2 separate regions of the Ovis aries genome follow, and region 2 is linked to region 1. The links are chromatin contacts, called in public Hi-C maps. All regions are on one chromosome and are shown on one strand. Each heading gives the region's core, a stretch centred on a gene start, on an enhancer-like site or on the middle of the called end of the contact. The rest is flanking DNA. Distances are from core to core; before and after follow the strand shown. Region 1 has its middle 15 kb from the start of MIR143. Region 2 holds the start of CSNK1A1 (casein kinase 1 alpha 1).

Region 1 (4,261 bases), core at 283-2,782:
CATAATACATGCTGGCTAAAAGCTTCTTATTATTACTAACAGGAGTGAATTGGTTTGCCCCAATCAGTTACGTTCCTTCCGGTGAACATTTACTGAGAGGCCACACTGTGCCAGGCCCTCGGCTAAGCACTGGGGACATAGCAATAAAGTGGACGCAGCTCCTGCTCACTTAGATCACAAAACATCAGGGGAAGCCAGCCCAAAAGGAAACTAACCATTCCTATAAACCTGCGGTGGGAAGGAATAATGGCTGGGGTGGCGTTAGGCAGGACTGGTGGAGCCTTGAAGGCCCAGGGCGGGTTTCACAGCAGAAGAGTGGCTGACCCAGTCATCTCACTTAGAAATGAGATCTTAGACCCTACGGCCCCACAGGGCCCCTGGGCCATCATGGAGGCAGGCATAATGGGGGAAGGGACAGAACAGGAGGGAGGTCACAGAGGCCTATCCTTGAGGTGGAGACAATCTGGGTTCAAGGGACAGTGGCTGGGTGGACTGGGTGAGGCCGCCCGGAGAGGTCAGGAAGGAGAAGTTCAGTCCTGGAGAAGGTGGACGGGGAGGAATCCATTTAGCCTCCGGCAACAGCAGAGTGAATGGGCCTATTTGGGGAGTGGGGCTGATCACTGGTTGGTACCTCAGGTGGTTTTGCTTTCTTTCTGCTTCTCTGTGCTTCCCCTTTTTCTGCACTGAGCAACTAGTAAAGAAGGGAGTGGGCTATCTCTGGGAGCCCCAGGCTGGGAACCAGGTGGCCCTGTCTCACCGGAGGGACACGCCCAGGGCAGCCCGTGAGAGCAAACGAGCCCCCCTGGGGAGCTTCTGGGTCTGGTGGGAGAGGCTTGAACACCTGCAGGGGCCTTTGGCAACTCAGCCTCTGGTGTCTCCCTCTACCCCGAGGGATAATGACTCTATAGCAGAGGCAGTGGGTGGGGTGGACGCGCCTAGGTTCCCCCTCCCCCAACACACACACACACACATACCCTTAGGCTCCCGGGTGTGTCTGTGTCAGCAACATTGTGCACCCGGGCGTGGGCCGCCAGCTCAGCAAAGTCGCCGTAGGACTGGCCTGGGCACCCGGCAGAGGCAGGCTGGGTTCTGCTCCTCACCGCCCACTTCCCCAGTCTGGCCCCGTTGCTCCAATTAGTAGGGCAGCCCAGTGAGCTGAGAAAGGTTCATGCTGAGCAGGAAAAGGCCAGGACTCGCCCGCCTCCCCGTATCCATGAAGCTACGGGAGGGCAAGCCTTGGGCACTTGATAGTCTGCATTCTGCGTGAGCAACCAGCTCACTGGGTTCCCCGACCTGGGCCTCAGTTTCCCCTTCGACCAGTGAGCCAATGTATACATTCATTTTCTCTTCCTGGCATCCAGCGAGTGTCAGACCTGCAATAAGCATCGAAGAGACAATAAACTCGGATCCTAGGCCTTGGAAAGCGTCCCCCTGAGCCCTGTGTGGCAGCAAAGCGGGTGGGGTGCGGTGCGAGGCCGGCTTCCCTCTGCGTCCGCAGGCGACGGACGCCCAGAAGAGGGCGGCAGAGAGCGGGATCCCAGCGCAAGGGAGCCGTGACCTCGTCAGTCCACGAAGGCGGAGGCCTGGGGATTTTCAGCCTCACTGCTGTCAGGAAAAAGTTTCACAAGGGCCTCTGGCGCAGCGGCATTCTCTTGGATCTCGGCCCTGGGGCGGCCCACCTCTCATCACTCTCCTACCCGCGGAGGGGCAGAGCAGCCTTGGGGCTGGGGCGGGGCGGTGCAGGGGCAAGGGCGAGGTGGGGATGCCCCAGCCGTGATCAGCTTGCGGAAGGAGGCCACAAGGGCAGAGGAAGGGGGGGTGGGGCGGGGGTGGGGATGGGGGCGGGGAGGCTGCCGGGACAGTCTGTGGGGAAGGGTCACAGGGTCGGGTAGGGGGCTGGTCCTAGAAGCAGCTCACACCCAGCACTTTCTTTGTCTGTGAACCAATCCAGAAAACTAGGTTTTCTGAAGATCACGCTGATGCTGTGATGGGGAGGGACTTAACCCACACACACTCAGCATACACTCCTGTTCTCCCATCAGCATGCTCTCAACACACTAACATGCATTTCCACCCACATCACACCCAACTGATACACACATAGACATTCATATCGCACCAACACACACATTCATGATCACACGCACGTTCACACAAACACCCTTGCACACACGAATCCACATCCAGTTTCACCCAACTTTCTTCATACTCACACTTGTGTACACGCATAATTCACATACATTCATACTCTCAAGCACATACAAGCACACACCCATTTTTTTCACCCACCTCTCACAAGCACTCACACACACAACTTGTACACATATACACTCACACACACTCACACATTCACACACCGGAGGGCCTTTCCCAAGAAAAGCCAGTGGAGTCAGGGGGCTGTCTGCCAGCTCTGGTCCCTCATGTTGGGTTCCAGGGTTAATCCCAGCTCTCAGAATACTGTGAGCCATTGCCTCCCACCCACTTTCAAAAGGGATTTGAGATGATTTAGAAGGTTAAATCCTAAATAAAACAGGATAATGAAAAAGAAACACAAGAGGGTAGAAGCATTAAAAGTGTAACACTTGTTTCTCCAGACCTGGGCCTTCTAACCTTGTAAGGACCCAGTGATCTGTGATTTCAGAGCCCCAGGGCCAGCCTCATGATCTCCTGACCATCCCTCTGCACTCGCCTTCCCATCCACTGCCAGTCAGCCTCTTGAGCTGAACCCTTGACCTTGGCCTCTCTCTCCCACCAGCTGAGTTCCCAGCCACTGAAAAGCAAAATTCCTCTCCTCATCGTCCTAGAGTCTCAATTCTCAAGCTCCATTCATTTGACCTGTGGTCTTGACCTTTTCCACCACCACCTCTCAAAAAGGCCCTCATTCAAACAAAACACCCAGTAACACATCCTGATATTTTAAAGTTGCTCAAGTGGGCATTTCAGTCAGCTATCGCTGTGTAGCAAACTGACTCAAAACTTAATGACTTAAAGCAGCAATTGGAGGGCGTCTCCTGGCGGTCCAGTGGTTAGGACTTGGCCGTTACACAGCAGGGGGCACGGGCTTGATCCCTGGTCAGGGGACTAAGTTCCCGCATGCTTCGTGGCAACAAAAAGCAGCAAGTTTTCTTTCTCGTGATGCTTAGGTTTGGGTGGACTCATCTGGGCTCTGTTTGGTCTCTATTTGGTGTTGGGACTATTCCGTCTACTGCATTCAGTTCAGTCCAGTTCAGTCGCTCAGCCGTGTCCGACTCTTTGTGACCCCACGGACTGCAGCACGCCAGGCCTCCCTGCCCATCACCAACTCCCGGAGTTCACTCAGACTCACGTCCATTGAGTCAGTGATGCCATCCAACCATCTCATCCTCTGTCATCCCCTTCTCCTCCCACCTTCAATATTTTCCAGCATCAGGGTCTTTTCCAATGAGTCAGTTCTTCGCATGAGGCGGCCAAAGTACTGGAGTTTCAGCTTTCGCGTCATTCCTTCCAAAGAACACCCAGGTCTGATCTCCTCTAGAACAGACTGGTTGGACTGCCTTCAGGCATGGCTAAATCCAGAGGCTCAAGTAATGTCATCGGAGTGTACCACACTTCCTGTTCTCTGCCCTGCTTGCCTGGGGCCAAATGTCCAAGATGGCTCCCCTCACATGCTTAGTGTCTGCACTGCGGTGCCCAGAACATCTGGGGCTGCCTAGACCTGCTCTCTCACATGCTCTCTCACATGATCTCTCTAGCAGGTTAGCCAGACTTCCTTATATAGCAGCTCAGGTTGTAAGAGAGCAAAAGCACAAGCCGCCAGTCCTCTTAAGACCTAAGCCTGACACTATCGCAGCATCCCTGAAATCACATTGTATGGGTCAAAGCAACTCATAAAACAAACCAAGATTCGTGGTTTAAGAGGAGAAAAATGGATTTCACTACCCAATGGGAAAAGTGGCAGCCATGCATAGGGATGAGAGGAATCACTGGCAATCACTCTTGCAGGCACTCTGCCACAGTTGGCACGCTCGTTAGCTCCCAACACATTTTCTGTGAAAGAAACTGAGCAGCAGGTAAATCTAGCGTCTGTGGTACCGTAGCATTCTTAATCACAAAACTCTTATCTCCACTTTCAGGCAGAACTGTAGTCTGGCTAGTATATAACTGAGGACTATTTCATTTGTGAGTGATGGGAACTGAGTTCAAACTGGCTTAAGCAAAAAAAAAAAAAAGAGAGAGAGAGACTATATTGACTCATATATAGGGAAATTTAGGGAAATACTGG
Region 2 (3,880 bases), core at 16-2,515, 78 kb after region 1:
TTTGCTCTCGTACAGCAACTGGGGATGCCTGGCCTTCTGGGATTCTAGCTTCACTGCCACCTCCTGCAGGGGAAAGAGGGGATGATGGCATCAACATCCTTATGGATTCAATGTCACTTGGCAAAAGAGGGGGAAACGTGCACATCTCCAACTCTCGGCTAGAAGGTGGTGAGAGGCTGGGAAGAGAAAGATCTCTGTAATTATAAAACGAGGCAACCAGCCTCAAAGGCCTCTTCAGGGGGCAGTGACGAAAGCGGCACGTCCTCTAAAGTATAAGAAAATGATTCATCCAGAAAACGTAATGAGGGTTATAAAGAAACCAGGCGATCGGTAGCTGGCCTAATGGGAACAAGAACCCCAGTCAACTAAAAATATAGGAAGAAAACGAGGGGACCCCAGAAATAGGATTTTTCCGTTCTCACCTTAAACAACGGTTTTTTAAAAGTTCGATTAAGGTGTATTTTTAACAAGCTAGGAAACTTCCTAGTACACCCAACCTTTCTCTCGGGTTCTTTCCTTTTAGGGAAAGAGAGCGGGGGAGGTTCCTAAGACAGGAAAACTGGCTCCCTCTGGACTTCCCAGTGCGTGAGTGCGGTGGGAAAAGGCCCGAGCAGTTCGCGGGGCGGGGGAGTGAGGACAGGCGCAGCGTAGTCGTGAACCCCACCCCAGGTGATTACCTCGCCGTTGGTGATGTTGATCGCCAAATAAATGTCCCCGAAGGAGCCAGACCCGATCTTCCGTACCAGTTTATACTTCCCTCCGACAATGAATTCGGCCTTGGAGCCGCTGCTGCTCGCCATCCTGAGAGACGAAGATGGAGGCTGGGGCTAAGCCCCGACACCTCTAAGGGGAGGATGGAGGCCTCTAGGGCTCGACCACGGAAAGGCTGTGGAGAGCGGCAGGCAACAGAAAACGATGGCTCTTTTTCGGCGTTACAGGGCCCAGAATCGGCCAAGGGGAACCTGATCACCGCTGCTGTCAGGTTTTTTGGCCAGGCCGCAGATTGTTGAAGGAGTTCTCGCGGTTACTAGGCTGAGCCACTTGTTTCTGGCGGCCGCCGCTGCCTCGCTTTCCCGGCGACGCCGCGGGCTGGAAAAGGAGAGCGGTGAAGCTAGGGCGGCGATACCGCTGCCACCACTGCCGCCGGCTCCCGCCCGGAGGGACCCCTGTCACTCCGCCGACGCCGCCATCTTGTTACTCCGGCTCCAACCAACACAAAATGCCCCCAGTCCCCGGGAGCCGCTTCTTCACAGCGCAGAGCACTGTGGGAAAGGGATCGCGAGCGCTAGCCCCGGAGGGTCGACAGCAAGAAGGAGGGCGGAACCGGATCCGTGAGAGTCGCGGCCCACGCTCTGAACGTCACTCCGTCACCGCCCAATTGCGCACGCGTACTGCCACCCTGCTTACTGCGCAAGCGTACCGTGGTCTCTTCTAATCCCCGCCCGGGGCCCATTTCCACTTCCGGTCGTCGACTGTTGCAGTGTGAGCTACCTGTTAGTCACGTCAGACCCGCCTGGTTTCTGAAAGGCTTCGCGGCCCCAGGCCTAGAGAGCATATTAGGGAGGAGTCACCTTCATTTTTCTTGGAAGATGGTGCGTCAGGCCTTAAGAGTTGGGTATTGACCTTTGCTCTTTGTTTGAGGCGCTTTTTAACCTTTTGATCTTTACTGGGGCTACTCCCCCCAACCGGCCCATTCCAGTTCAGTATCTCTTTTGAAAGAGGCTATCGCCTCTGGTGGAAAGAAAGAGAAAAGCAGGCCTGTACGGGCTGGATTAGTTCAGGGCTCGGTGTTTTAGCAGTCTAGCTGAGGAGTCTTACTAGAATTCTGCGCTTCAGGGAGTGTTGGATTCCCTATTTTAACAGAGAGGAAAAGAGGGAAAGCAGGAATTAACCCTGCCCCTCTAAGTCTTTGTGTTGTTTACCCACTGATACTTGATACCCAAGGCAGGGGAGAAATCCGAGTAATGTTAGTGGCCAATATATAGTCAATAGAAAATAAGATTTAGAGCCGTGAAAAAACTTGCACATACAAAAGTTACCCTCTTCACAACCCCCACCCCGACAAAGAAACGTGGAAAAATCGTGTCTTGGTCTTGTTGAAAACTGCAGTCTTGACCCAAAAACATTCGGTAGAAAGAACTTCATTATAGAACTATGTTTAAAACTTTACACAATAAATTTTTTTTTTGACTAAAAATTGGTCAGAGAATCAAATCTTGAGCACAATTTCGTTTAGAAAAATTTGAACTGGGAAAATTGGGCTTGGTAGTAATGATAATCTGAAAAGAAAGCTGCATGATGGTGTTTCATTTGCAATATGAATCAAGCCCTGATGGATGAGTGAATCAAAGCCTCGGTTGTGAAAACTTACATAGAAAATCCATCCCAAATAAGATAATTTTTGTAAAACCTGACAAAAATGTAGACTTAGTTGTAGCCTCAATAGCTGATCAAGTAGTAATGGGGTTCATCCTGGAAGATATCTTAAGTGGAATTCCTACATGGTACTTTATTTCTGGCTTAAATATTTGTATTCATAAAGCTCTGACCTAAATGTCTTGAATTTGATAACGGAGAAAACACTAAGGTTTAACGTGACGTTTTCGCGCTAACAAAACCCAAGCCGCCTGACTCCCAAATCAGCACTGTTGGACAGCCTCCTTTGGTGATTCTAAGTGTGTCTGGCCTACTTTAAATTCTCTGCTGTCAGGATTCTGGTGTTTGTTTGCTCTTAAGTCAAGTTTAAGCATCCTGAATTTTTCAAGTTTCCAAAGATGGCTATTATTCTGATTTTTTTTACCACAGCCATCCAAAATTTAATGGATTCCTCAGCTTGAAGAGTTCCCTATATAAGGGGTGGGGTATACATTTAAAGAAATTCCCCCCCCCCCCCAGTAGTGAGGACACAAATGCTCAGCTGTGGATTAGGGTATAAAGGTATGTGTGAAGTGGACTAAATTAGGGATTCCTAGAGGTCTCTGTGTGGACAGGGGCAAATCTAACAAAGTTTTTCATGAGATACCTAGAAAAGAGCAGGATAATGCATTTTTCCATTTATCTAATTTCAAGTTATGCTTCTGAGATTTTACCTTCTTATGTATGTGTTGTTAAAATGCCCTTTTATAAAATGGTCCTGATGGTAGATGGTTGTTTCGTTAATATCCTTGTTTGGCAAAACTAAATGTTCACACTTTATGTCTGCCTTACCCCACCCCCTTTTTAAAACTTTTATAAGCTTTTGAAATCCATACTCTGGGACTCCCTAGTCTAAATAACTTTTAGAAGCCCTTTCACCTGGAGAGTCTTATTTTATGTGTATATTTGGTGTGTCTCCTGACTGGTTGCCTGCCTTCTGTAATCACTATTCCAACATTGACACTATCCAGCAAAATGTACTAAAATATTGCCAGTGGTTATAGCCTTTTCAGATGTGATTCCTTTTTTTTTTTTCAGATGTGATTTCAATAGAAAATCTTAAGATTTAAATTTATTAGGTTAAGAAGGGCAAAAGTTGGGGTTTTTAATGTAGAAATGGAAGTTTTAGGTGTTGGCTACAAATTCAGCCTTCTTATAAAATGAAAGTGTTGTTTGTGGTAACTTTCAGCCTCAGTAATTGAAGGATTACCTGTTTGGGTGCTATTTTAGTTACAAATAAATCATTCTTTTGTTTTGAATCAGTAACAGTTTTAGTGTAATGGAGGAAGTCTTCTACAATGTGCCAAAATGTAATTCCTAACTCCTGGGTCAACTGAATTCACCAAAAATATAGTGTAAAGTGGGCTTCCCTGGTGGCTTGGACAGTAAAGAATTTGCCTGCAATGTAGGAGACCCAGGTTCAATCCCTGGGTTGGGAAGATCCCCTGGAGAAGGGAATGGCAAC

Evidence for each region. Hi-C and Micro-C count contacts between places; a contact is called where the count stands out from the background.
Region 2: a Hi-C map of hypothalamus shows a contact between it and region 1, with 6 times the contacts expected there. The contact joins the promoter of CSNK1A1 here to the enhancer-like site in region 1. A contact is called at or near these places in 14 of 16 Hi-C or Micro-C datasets (blood, hypothalamus, liver and 6 more).

What each region holds. Positions count from the first base shown.
Region 1 is chr5:58,601,394-58,605,654 of ARS-UI_Ramb_v3.0, forward strand. No RefSeq gene overlaps it. Among named protein-coding and RNA genes, the nearest start is that of MIR143, 15 kb to the left of the region's middle. Within about 2 kb of position 1,533, at least 31 of the 54 cell types and tissues checked have an H3K27ac peak or open chromatin away from gene starts, as enhancers often do. A contact at or near this core is called in hypothalamus and liver, where this site is marked.
Region 2 is chr5:58,679,844-58,683,723 of ARS-UI_Ramb_v3.0, forward strand. It overlaps CSNK1A1 (casein kinase 1 alpha 1), which reads right to left and starts at 1,266. Exons shown (of 11, transcript XR_009600700.1): 1 at 678-1,266; 2 at 1-63.